3 separate regions of the Mus musculus genome follow, and all the other regions are linked to region 2. Evidence: chromatin contacts called from public Micro-C and promoter capture Hi-C data. All regions are on one chromosome and are shown on one strand. The core of a region is the stretch at or near the end of the contact, and the rest is flanking DNA. Distances in the headings are between cores, read along the strand shown.

The links. Promoter capture Hi-C pulls out the DNA fragments that hold promoters and counts their contacts. Hi-C and Micro-C count contacts between places; a contact is called where the count stands out from the background.
Region 1: a contact with region 2 is called in a Micro-C map of embryonic stem cells, with 2.4 times the contacts expected there. The contact joins the promoter of Foxo6 here to the promoter of Kcnq4 in region 2. A contact is called at or near these places in 7 of 39 promoter capture datasets (the 3T3-L1 cell line, embryonic stem cells, liver and 1 more), 4 of 484 Hi-C or Micro-C datasets (all in embryonic stem cells) and 2 of 115 datasets of contacts at active chromatin or transcription factors (both in embryonic stem cells).
Region 3: a promoter capture Hi-C map of liver shows a contact between it and region 2, with 2.4 times the contacts expected there. The contact joins the promoter of Col9a2 here to the promoter of Kcnq4 in region 2. A contact is called at or near these places in 6 of 39 promoter capture datasets (the HPC-7 cell line, HPC-7-derived erythroid cells, liver and 2 more) and 1 of 9 other capture datasets (liver).

The regions. Positions count from the first base shown.
Region 1 is chr4:120,285,835-120,288,682 of GRCm38.p6, forward strand. Foxo6 (forkhead box O6) reads right to left here and starts at 1,427. Exons shown (of 2, transcript NM_194060.1): 1 at 1,005-1,427. The coding sequence starts at 1,418.
Region 2 is chr4:120,745,916-120,749,035 of GRCm38.p6, forward strand. Kcnq4 (potassium voltage-gated channel, subfamily Q, member 4) reads right to left here and starts at 1,484. Exons shown (of 14, transcript NM_001081142.3): 1 at 945-1,484. The coding sequence starts at 1,261.
Region 3 is chr4:121,038,033-121,040,975 of GRCm38.p6, forward strand. Col9a2 (collagen, type IX, alpha 2) reads left to right here and starts at 1,534. Exons shown (of 32, transcript NM_007741.2): 1 at 1,534-1,754; 2 at 2,933-2,943. The coding sequence starts at 1,683.

The DNA of each region.
Region 1 (2,848 bases), core at 177-2,676, 460 kb before region 2:
TGGCTGCTGCCCCTCTCCTCAGATCTTGCTGCCAATCAACACCCCAAACAGCCTCATCTCTGGTCACAGACATGTCTTCCTCACAGTGACTACCTCTCCCACAAGAGGTCCCCTCATGCCTTTTCACCCCCAAGTGCATAGGCTAGCCCCATTTCCCAACAAGATGGACAGAGGAGGAGCTGGATCTAGAAGCTACAATCCAGTAAAGCCCCCATCCAAGTCTTCTCCCAAGATGGCTCTCCCCTTTCCACTGCCTGCCACTGAGGTCTCTCTAGGGGTGCCCCACTCCTTAAGTGCATCTGAGCCCAGAAAGCCAGGGAAGTGAGAGATAAGTTGCCCGAGTGGGTAGAAATAGACCCCCCCCCCAGACCTCAACACCATTCCCACAAGTCCCAGCAGGGAGCCTAAAGCACCTCCCCCACCCCATGCTGTACCAGGGAAGGGGCTGACAACTGCCCCATGAAGAACTCATCTCCGGTGGTCTGCCATGCTTTTCACCCCGACTAGGCTCCAGGATGAACTCTCAACACTATAGAAAGAATTGCATGGGGTTGGGGGGGGGGGAGGCTTGATCTGTTAGCACTCTTCACCATGGGGCCAGTGTCAGGAAGGCCAGGGAAGATTTGAGAGGGAAAGCAGACAGGAGCCCCGGGTCATGACTCCAGCTCTTTAAAGCAAGTACCCTGGTGGAGAGGGTAAAACAAGTCACACAAAACAAAGGGGGCTCCCTACTGTCCGTGGTCTGGAAATGAGTTATGCTATTATACGCTCAATGACAGGCCAGGGATAATCCTCTGGGATGCCTCAAAAAGGTATCCCCTGTCACCCTACCAGACCTCCAATCCCGCGCATCCTTCCTAGGGGACATGAATGAATACAGCTGCTGCCAGCATGCCCCCGCCTGTCAACTGACCTGCCCCACGCCCTGGGCGCGCACTCCATGACCCCTAGGGGTGTTCCAGAGCCCCCCTCCCTGTAGCCTGCCCGGAGCCCGGATGCCCCACCTTCCAGCCGGCCGAGCTGTTGCTGTCGCCTTTATCCTTGAAGTAGGGCACGTAGCGGACCATCCAGTCGTAGATCTGCGAGAGCGTGAGTCTCTTGTCCGGGGCGCTCTCGATGGCTTTGGTGATGAGGTCGGCGTAGGAAAGGTTCCCCCACGCGTTCCGTCGGGAGCTCTTCGCTTTCCGCAAGGGTCCGACCTCTGCGCCCAGCGGAGGCGCTGGGGCCATCGCTGGGGCCGTCGCCCTGCGTTCCGGCCCGCAGTCCTCGGAACCCTCGGCTACTCCTGCACCCAGCGCCCCGTCCTCGTCGCCGGCCAAGTCCGGCTGCGGCAGAGGCCAGGTACACGAGCGCGGCCGGCTCTGCGGCGCGAAGTCCGGGTCCACGTCCACCTGATGCGCTCGCAGCTTCGCAGCCATGGTCCCGCCCGGCTCGGGCGAGGCAGGGAGGGAGGCTCCGCGGAGGGTGGGCGCGCGGCTCTGGGATCTGCGCGCCCCGGGGAGGCCCGCGGGAGGGGTCCCTGGCGGCGCCGGCTCAACCGCGGGGCGCCATGGGCCGGGGAGCGGAGGCAGGAGGCTGGACAAACTGGCGAGCACGGAGGGAGGCAAAGACCCAGGCAGTGAGGGGGCGGCGGCCCGGGAGCCCAGCGGGCACACACCTCGCCCAGCCCAGCTTCTAGCACCTGCCGCCTGTCTGTGCCCGCAGCCACCACCGCCACCGCCGCTGCCGCCGCTCCGCGGGCGCCGGTCCCGCGCGCGGGCCCCGCTCTCCCGGGACGAGGCTGGCTTGCACCATGCCGGAGCCCGAGCCCGTGCCAGAGCCCGCGCCGCCGCCGCCCCGTGAATGCCGCCGCCGCTCCGGCTCCAGCGCCAGCTCCCGCGCCTGCCGCGCTCAGCGCCGGCTGCACCTCGGGATGGGCGGGGGACGGGGACGGGGCGGACCCGGAGCAAAAGGAGGCGGGGCGTGCTCGCCCAGGGCCGCGGAATCCTTGCTTACTGGGTGCCCCGCCTGCTGACTGTGGGGGGCGTGGAGCTCCCGCTAAGGGCGACCCCGCCGAAGCCCCGCACGCCACAGCGCCCCCTAGGGAGCAGGCGAGAAACGTCTGGCGCGGCCCCGCCCCCTGCCGGGCTCGGGGAGGGCAACGTAGGGGCGGATCCCGAGTGCTTCCATTGGTGCACAGCGGGGCTGCCCCGCCCACAACCTTCAAAGGATTCCTCCCAGGAGCGCGTCAGCAGGTTATTGTTACAACCCGGGGTTTCCCGGGGCAACAGAAATGGGGCGGGGCTCGGAACACTGGTCCCTCCCCGCTTCTACCATCCCCAGAAATGCCCCGCCCTCCTCTTCTGGACCCTTGACGTTTCCAAGTCTTCCTTCCAACAGCCAGACTAAGGGTTGATCTAACTCTCGTCTCTTTGTGCCATGGACCAGTCTAGGGAAAAGAAATGGTTTGATAATTCCTGGATTGTAGGCCAGGCGTTATACCACAACCCTACCTGTTCTCTGTGCAAATGGGGCTTCCTGGGCTTTTACTGTGCTTGCAAGCACAATTTTAGAGCATTGGTTCTCAAAGTTCAGTGTGTGGTAGGTTTTATCCTACAGAGGATTAAAACAGATGCCTGAACCCCGACCGTCGAGTGTCTGGCGGCAGGTCTGTGCTGGGGCCGAGACTTCACATTTCTAGCAAGCTGACAGGCACTAGGGACCTCACTTTAGGTACCACTGTCTTCCAGGCTGTGGAAGGTTCCCAAAGGGGCTGTTGAAACAAGTGCTCACCCCCAAAGTTAAGAACGGTTGGGGAGGAACTCACTCGTTTAATGGGTATATATTGAACATTTTCATTGTTCCTGTC
Region 2 (3,120 bases), core at 234-2,733:
GCACTTCTCAGCATCTCAGCACCAGGCCCAGCCCTTTAACCGATATGGCCTGGGCCTCTCATGTTCCTGGTCCGACCAGGCCTTCCCCCAAGACTGCCTTCCGAGCTGCCAAAATTCACTCTCTACATCCAAGAGGGGTCAGTGTTTTGAAAGTTGTAGGAGCCTGCTGAGAGGAGGAGGGGCCCCACAGCGGCATTGTTTCCAAACATACCCCTCTCTTCTTTCTTTTTCCCCATGCTCAGAGCCAGGCCTAGTACAGCTGGCCAGCAAGGCAGGAGAGCTGGGCCCAGCCTTCAGGGCAAGGCAGGACAGGGCAGGGCAGGCAGGGCAGCCTGCTGCCTTGGGTACTTCGAAGTTGAGGGTGCGGAGCAAGACTAAAGAAGACACGGATAAAGTTGGAAACAGCACACAGGCCTGTCAGAGCCATAGGGACCCTAGACAGCCCTGATCTGGGTACAGCCTGTCTCTGAAGAGAGAAATCTCCAAGGGGACCAGGTGGGAGCACAACATAACTACAGAGCCTGAGGGGAGAAAAATAATGTAGGGGCTAGGGTCTTCTGTGTCTGGGACACAGGGAGGGTGAGGTGAACAAAAGATAAGGAGAGTCCCACTTTAGCGGCTTCGGACTTGGTAAAGCAGAGAAGAGCAAGAAGCTGAATGACGGATCAGAGCAGTGGGGCTCTGCGATCAGGATGAAAGTAAGGAGAGCAGGCAGAAGAGGTTAGACGCCAGGGCAACAGGGGTCAAGGCTGGGAGATCAGGGGTTAGGTCAGGCTGGGAGACCGAAAAGGGGGCACAGGCCCAAGAGGGGAACTGAGTGAGGGTCTGCCCCGGGGCAATAGGATAGAGAGGTGGAGCCAGCGCGGGGTGGCGGTCCCCAAGGAGTCTGGCTCATGCGGGGTCAGAGCCGGGGCACGTCAAGGGGTGCGGGGGCTCCAACTTACATGAAGACGTGGTAGACGAAGGCCCACCCGCGGGGCCGCTCCAGCACGTTGTAGACCCAGTTCTGCAGGCGGCGGTAGCGCTTCTGCGCGGCGGAGGAGCGCTGGCCGCCGCAGGCGGAGCCCGAGCCGGAGCCCGGCCCAGGGAGGGGCGCGCCCGGCGGCAGGGGGCTGCCCAGAAGGCCGAGGCGACGCGGAGAGCCGCCCCCGCCCGCCTCGCCCTGTTCACTCTGCACGGCCGTGAGCGCCACCAACTCCGCGCGGGGGGCGTCCCCGGGCGGGGGGCCCAGGCCGAGGCGGCGCGGGGGGGCCTCGGCCATGGGCGGCGCCGGACGGGGGACCGGGGCGTTGCGGGGCGGGGGCGCGCTCGGGCGGCTCAGAGTCGCATGGCTCGAACCCCGGGCCGGCGAGGCGACCCTGGGCGCGCACGCAGGCGGCGGGGGCTAGGGACCAGGCCGGGTCCGTGCGGGGTCCGGAGGCGGTCGCTCGGAGCCTCGGGGCCGCGGGAGCCCGTACTGACCGCCCGCTTCCCCGGCGACTGGGGCGGCTCTTTCCGACTCCAACTCTCTTATTACGCGCTCCATGCCGCTCGCCTTTCCACCTGCCGCCGGCGCGCCGCTCACATGTCACCCTCCCCCGCCCCGCCCCGCCCCTCCCCCGCCCGCCCCGCGGCCGCCTTCCCAAATCGGGGAGGGAGCGAGAGAGAAGAGCACCGGGAGGGGGACCCGGGTCGGACGCGGCGGAGCAGGGCGCGCGGTCCGCCCAGTCGGTGTGTCCCGGCCCCGAGCGCGTGGCGCGGGCAGCGCGCCGGGCCCCGAGGCCGGGCGTGTACGAGTGGTGTGGCCCTGGTGGCCCGCTCTGGGGAGGGAGGTTGGGACGCCTGGTGAGTGGTTGTGGAAAGTGGAGCGTGGAGTGTGGAGTTGTGGCCGCGGTAGCTCGAGGGACACTTACATTGTAGAGTGGAGGTGTTTGTGTCCAGAGAAGTGCCTACTTGTGAGAGTTGGCTAGCCAGCCGTGGGTCTGCGTGGGTTCAGAGTGAGTGGGTGGATGGATGGATGGATGGGTGGGTGGGTGGGTGGGTGGATAGATAGATGGATGAGAGTACAGAAGAGTGTGCAGAACCGGGCAGTACAGCGCGATGGGTAATGTAAGCGAGGAGGTGTGCCCGTCGGGTCGTGCCCTCGGTTTCTAGTGCAGGGTGTTTAAAATGCGCTGAGGGCCGAGTGAAGTTGGGACAGCAGCTTCCGTTCCTCCTGCTGTTGTTACTTGAAGGGCCCGGTGCCCTACAGCTATCGAGAGATGTGTGGGGTGGTGTAGCTCACAGTTGTGCCCAGATGCGTCTCTCCTCCCGTCTTGTTGATGAAGGAGGAGACCCCAGTTGATCACCCTGAGCAGAGGGGACGCTCCCTCCCTGATTACGTACCTGCCCTCATCTCCCCACTCCATCTCCGCTCCGTGGGATTCACACCCGCCACCCCCTTCTCCCACTCTAGCCCAGAAAAGCTTGTTTAGGGCAGATAGAAGTATAGAAATAAACGTACTAGGGGCCAGTATTAGGGGAACGGACAGAGCACTCCCAAAGGCCTATAGCACCCCACCAGGACTTTCTCTAGGAGCACCCCTCTCCAGCAAAAAGTTCTCGGTGCCTGACCTCCGTCTCCGCTGTGAGCTGTCTGGCCCCTTTTCCCTCGCCCTCCTGACCGTGTACTAGGTGATGATTCGGGTTTGCTGGCCCTCCTTCCTTCTTCCCCAGCCTAAAGCGATGGCCAAACCAGACGCTCCCGCTCCCTCCGCAGGCCCTGCCCCAGGGTGAAGCGCTTCCGCAGCAAACTCTTCTTCACTCCTCGGGGAGGATCTCGGGGGACACAGCTAGCTGGAAGGGGGGGGCGGGCTGCAAGCTCGATTCTCAGCTGTCAGCAAAGGCAGCATTGATCTGCTGAGCGCCAGAGCGGGAGGGCTGGAGGGAGGGCTATGGACCGTGAGGGTGGGTAGGATTCGAAGTTCCCAAGCTACCTTTGGCAGCCTGTACCCCAACCCCTAGCGACCCTTACCCTCCTGCCCAGCTGGGATGCATTCTGGGGTCTGACCTGAATCTCTCCCACTGCTGCTGGTGCTGGGAGTGCGCAGTGCTCCTGCATAGGTCATGCCCTGACCTACTGAGAACTGAAGGTTTCTAGAC
Region 3 (2,943 bases), core at 284-2,783, 290 kb after region 2:
GGAGCCATCTGATGTGGGATGCAAATCCCCAAATTCTACAAAAGTAAGGAGTGCTTTTATCTGTGGAGCCATCTGTCCAGGCCTCCTCCTTGGCCAGGTCACTTGATTTGCTTGTGGTCAAGTTTCCATACTGGAGGCCAGTTGGATACCAAGAGCAAATGATACTGAGGGTCACAGCGCACTGCTGTCACATTAAGCAGCTGCCACCATCAGCTCCTTCAATCTTCAAGCAAATTCTTTAAGATAGGGACCATGTTGTTCCCAGTTACAGAGGAGGAAACTAAGACTTCATTTATGTCATGGAGGTGTCTGTGGTCATAACTGTGGTTAGTGGCTGCATGAGATCCACTGCCCTTAGCCAGTGAGTGGAAGAGAAGGAGAGGAGAAAGGGGCTCTGGACCGAGGTGACCAGACAGGTGGGTTTGGGGTGTTACTGAATAAAGTGGTGGCTGTTTCCATGAACTTGGGAGGTCAGTTGAAAGGGGGTGAGGGAGAAGTCTCTCCCAGTCCAGGAGACAGCAGCATGCAGGTGCCGCTGAGGAGAAAGACAATCGTGTCACTTGGCTGACAGTGGACCTCACACATGCAGGTGGTTCCACACGGTTAGATAGCCCAGGTCCATTTTAGTTTGTGTGACTATGCATTGTGGTGTTTGATAGTCTAAGGGACACTTTTCATAGAACATGTACTCCTCCTTAATATGTAATTGTAGGGATCTGGAGAGATGGCTCCCTGCTGAAGAGCTCGTGCTCTTCTTGCAAAAACCCAGGTTGTTGCCAGCACCCACGTAGGAGCTTACACCTTTCTACAACTCCAGTTCCAAGGATGTCTGGTCCCCCATGGGACAGGGTCATACCTGAGGGCAAAACACTCATTCGCATAGATAAAAACTTGTCTTCAAAGGATATAACTGTACAAGGTCACATGGGGTGGATGCCTGGTGGATGCTTGGGAGAGAAGACGTGAAGGACTGGCATTGCCAAGGGCAGATCCAAATGCTAACAGGATGCCTCAAGGATGGAAGATGTTCGGATCGCACTGGTCGATGGAAGCAGGGAGGCGAGAGGAAAGGGAAATTTAGAGGCCACAGACAACTCTAATGGAATTGATGGTGGAGGGGGAGAGAAGAGGCAGATGGGGAATTCCCGAGGTGGCAGATTCAAGAAAGATGTTGGTGTGTTTTAATATGGCAGGGACCTGATTGTTTGTGGAGAGGACTGAGCCAATTTAGAAAAGATGGAGTTGGTGGAGTCCTGGCCAGGTCTCCAGAACCTGAGATGGTTGAGGCTCTGGAGGATAAAGGACCCAGACAAGCTTGCCCGGGGAAAGGATGGGGCTGAGGGCCAGGAGGAAGGCTTTGATCTTGGAGGCAAGGAGGAAAGGGACTTCGAATGGACTTCTGCTCTTCACACAGAAAGTAGTCCCGTACCCCGAGATGCCCCCGGGACTTCCCAGCTGGGGCGTCTGGTCAAACTCAGAATGCAGACCCAGGGTGGGCACAGAAGATCCGCCCCTGACCGGGCGGAGCTGGACAGTTCCTCCCCACAGTGCTCTCAGGTGACAGGCCTGCAGGTCCCCGCCCCGGCCCGTCTAGCTGCGTTTTCGGGAGATCCAGTCCGAGGCTCCGAAAGCAGCCCCCGCCATCGGTGCTTGGACCCCCGCTCCAGAACCCGCTGTTCGCCATGACCGCCGTGCCCGCGCCCCGCAGCCTGTTCGTTCTCCTCCAGGTGCTGTGGCTCGCCCTGGCTCAGATCGTAAGTCCTGTCACTTCTCTGTCTCCGCCGTCCCTGGTGCAGAGCCTGGGTTTAGGATCCTGGAGTCTTTAGGACCTGTTCTAGTCTGTCCCTAGCCTGAGGGGCAGCTGAGGACAGAGCCGCTGGGGTGATGCATACCCGGCAAACCGCTCGCGGTGAAGGGAGATTGACTAGTCCGGGAACCAGAGGGACCTTGCCTCGGGATGCTTGGCCTTGCCTGGGACAGGCAGCGTCGAGCAGGAGATGGCGCGGGGGCCTGGCAGTGGAGAGAGCCCAGGTGGTGCGGAGACAATGGTGGCTATTCAGTCGACAGCGGAGCCTCCGCCCCCGGAGTCTCCTAAGGGACCCAGGCTCCAGCCAGACTTCCCTGTCGCCCCAATATGTCCGTTTCCTGACTGTGGGCTTCTGCCTCACTTCGCAGGGACAGCTGGGCCCTAGGAAAGAGATGCCCGGTTTAGGACCAAATGGGGATGCTGGGCCCGCTCACCAAGCAGTGCTAGTGTAGGGGTACAGTTCGCCTGTGAGGCGCCAGCCTGGCACATCTTAACCTGGGGAGGGCACCTGGCGCCAGCATCTGGCACGCGTGGACTTCCTGAGTCGGGGCTGGTTCGCTACCTTAGGGAGGATTGGGTGGGAAGAGTCCCAGCTTTCCTTCTTCTCTGAGGTCTCTTTACCTGCACCAGGGACGAGGGAGAGGTGCCAGTTCACCGCTATACCTGTTGTTGGTTAGAAAACAGCAATAGTTCGAACGGCCATCGTTGGCTAGGTGCCATCTTGCACATCATCTGTGATTTGAGCAAATGATGTCTTCATCTATTTCCTATCGTGACAGTGCAAAGACCGTGTGACCCAGGGGAAGAAGCCAGCCAACCTAGGGTGTAATCACGGTTTCAGCATTCACTTGCAGTGATCACGAGCCTTGAGTCTTTTTGTGTTTCCTCACCCTCTGCTTGTCACCCCTAATAGTACCCCCCCCCGAGTTCTGAGTAGTTCATAAAGTAACAGAGCATAATGGCACACAGTGCCTGACACACAGTAGCTGCTCAACAAACTCCCCATGAAGCACCATCTCCTTGGGGAGATGCTGCCCTAGTCACCTTTGCTCTCGGGGTCTCCAGCAGCCCCTGGGAGCCCAGTTCTGCGTACTGTCTGAGGGCTGCACTCTTGTGTATTTTCAGAGAGGTCCACC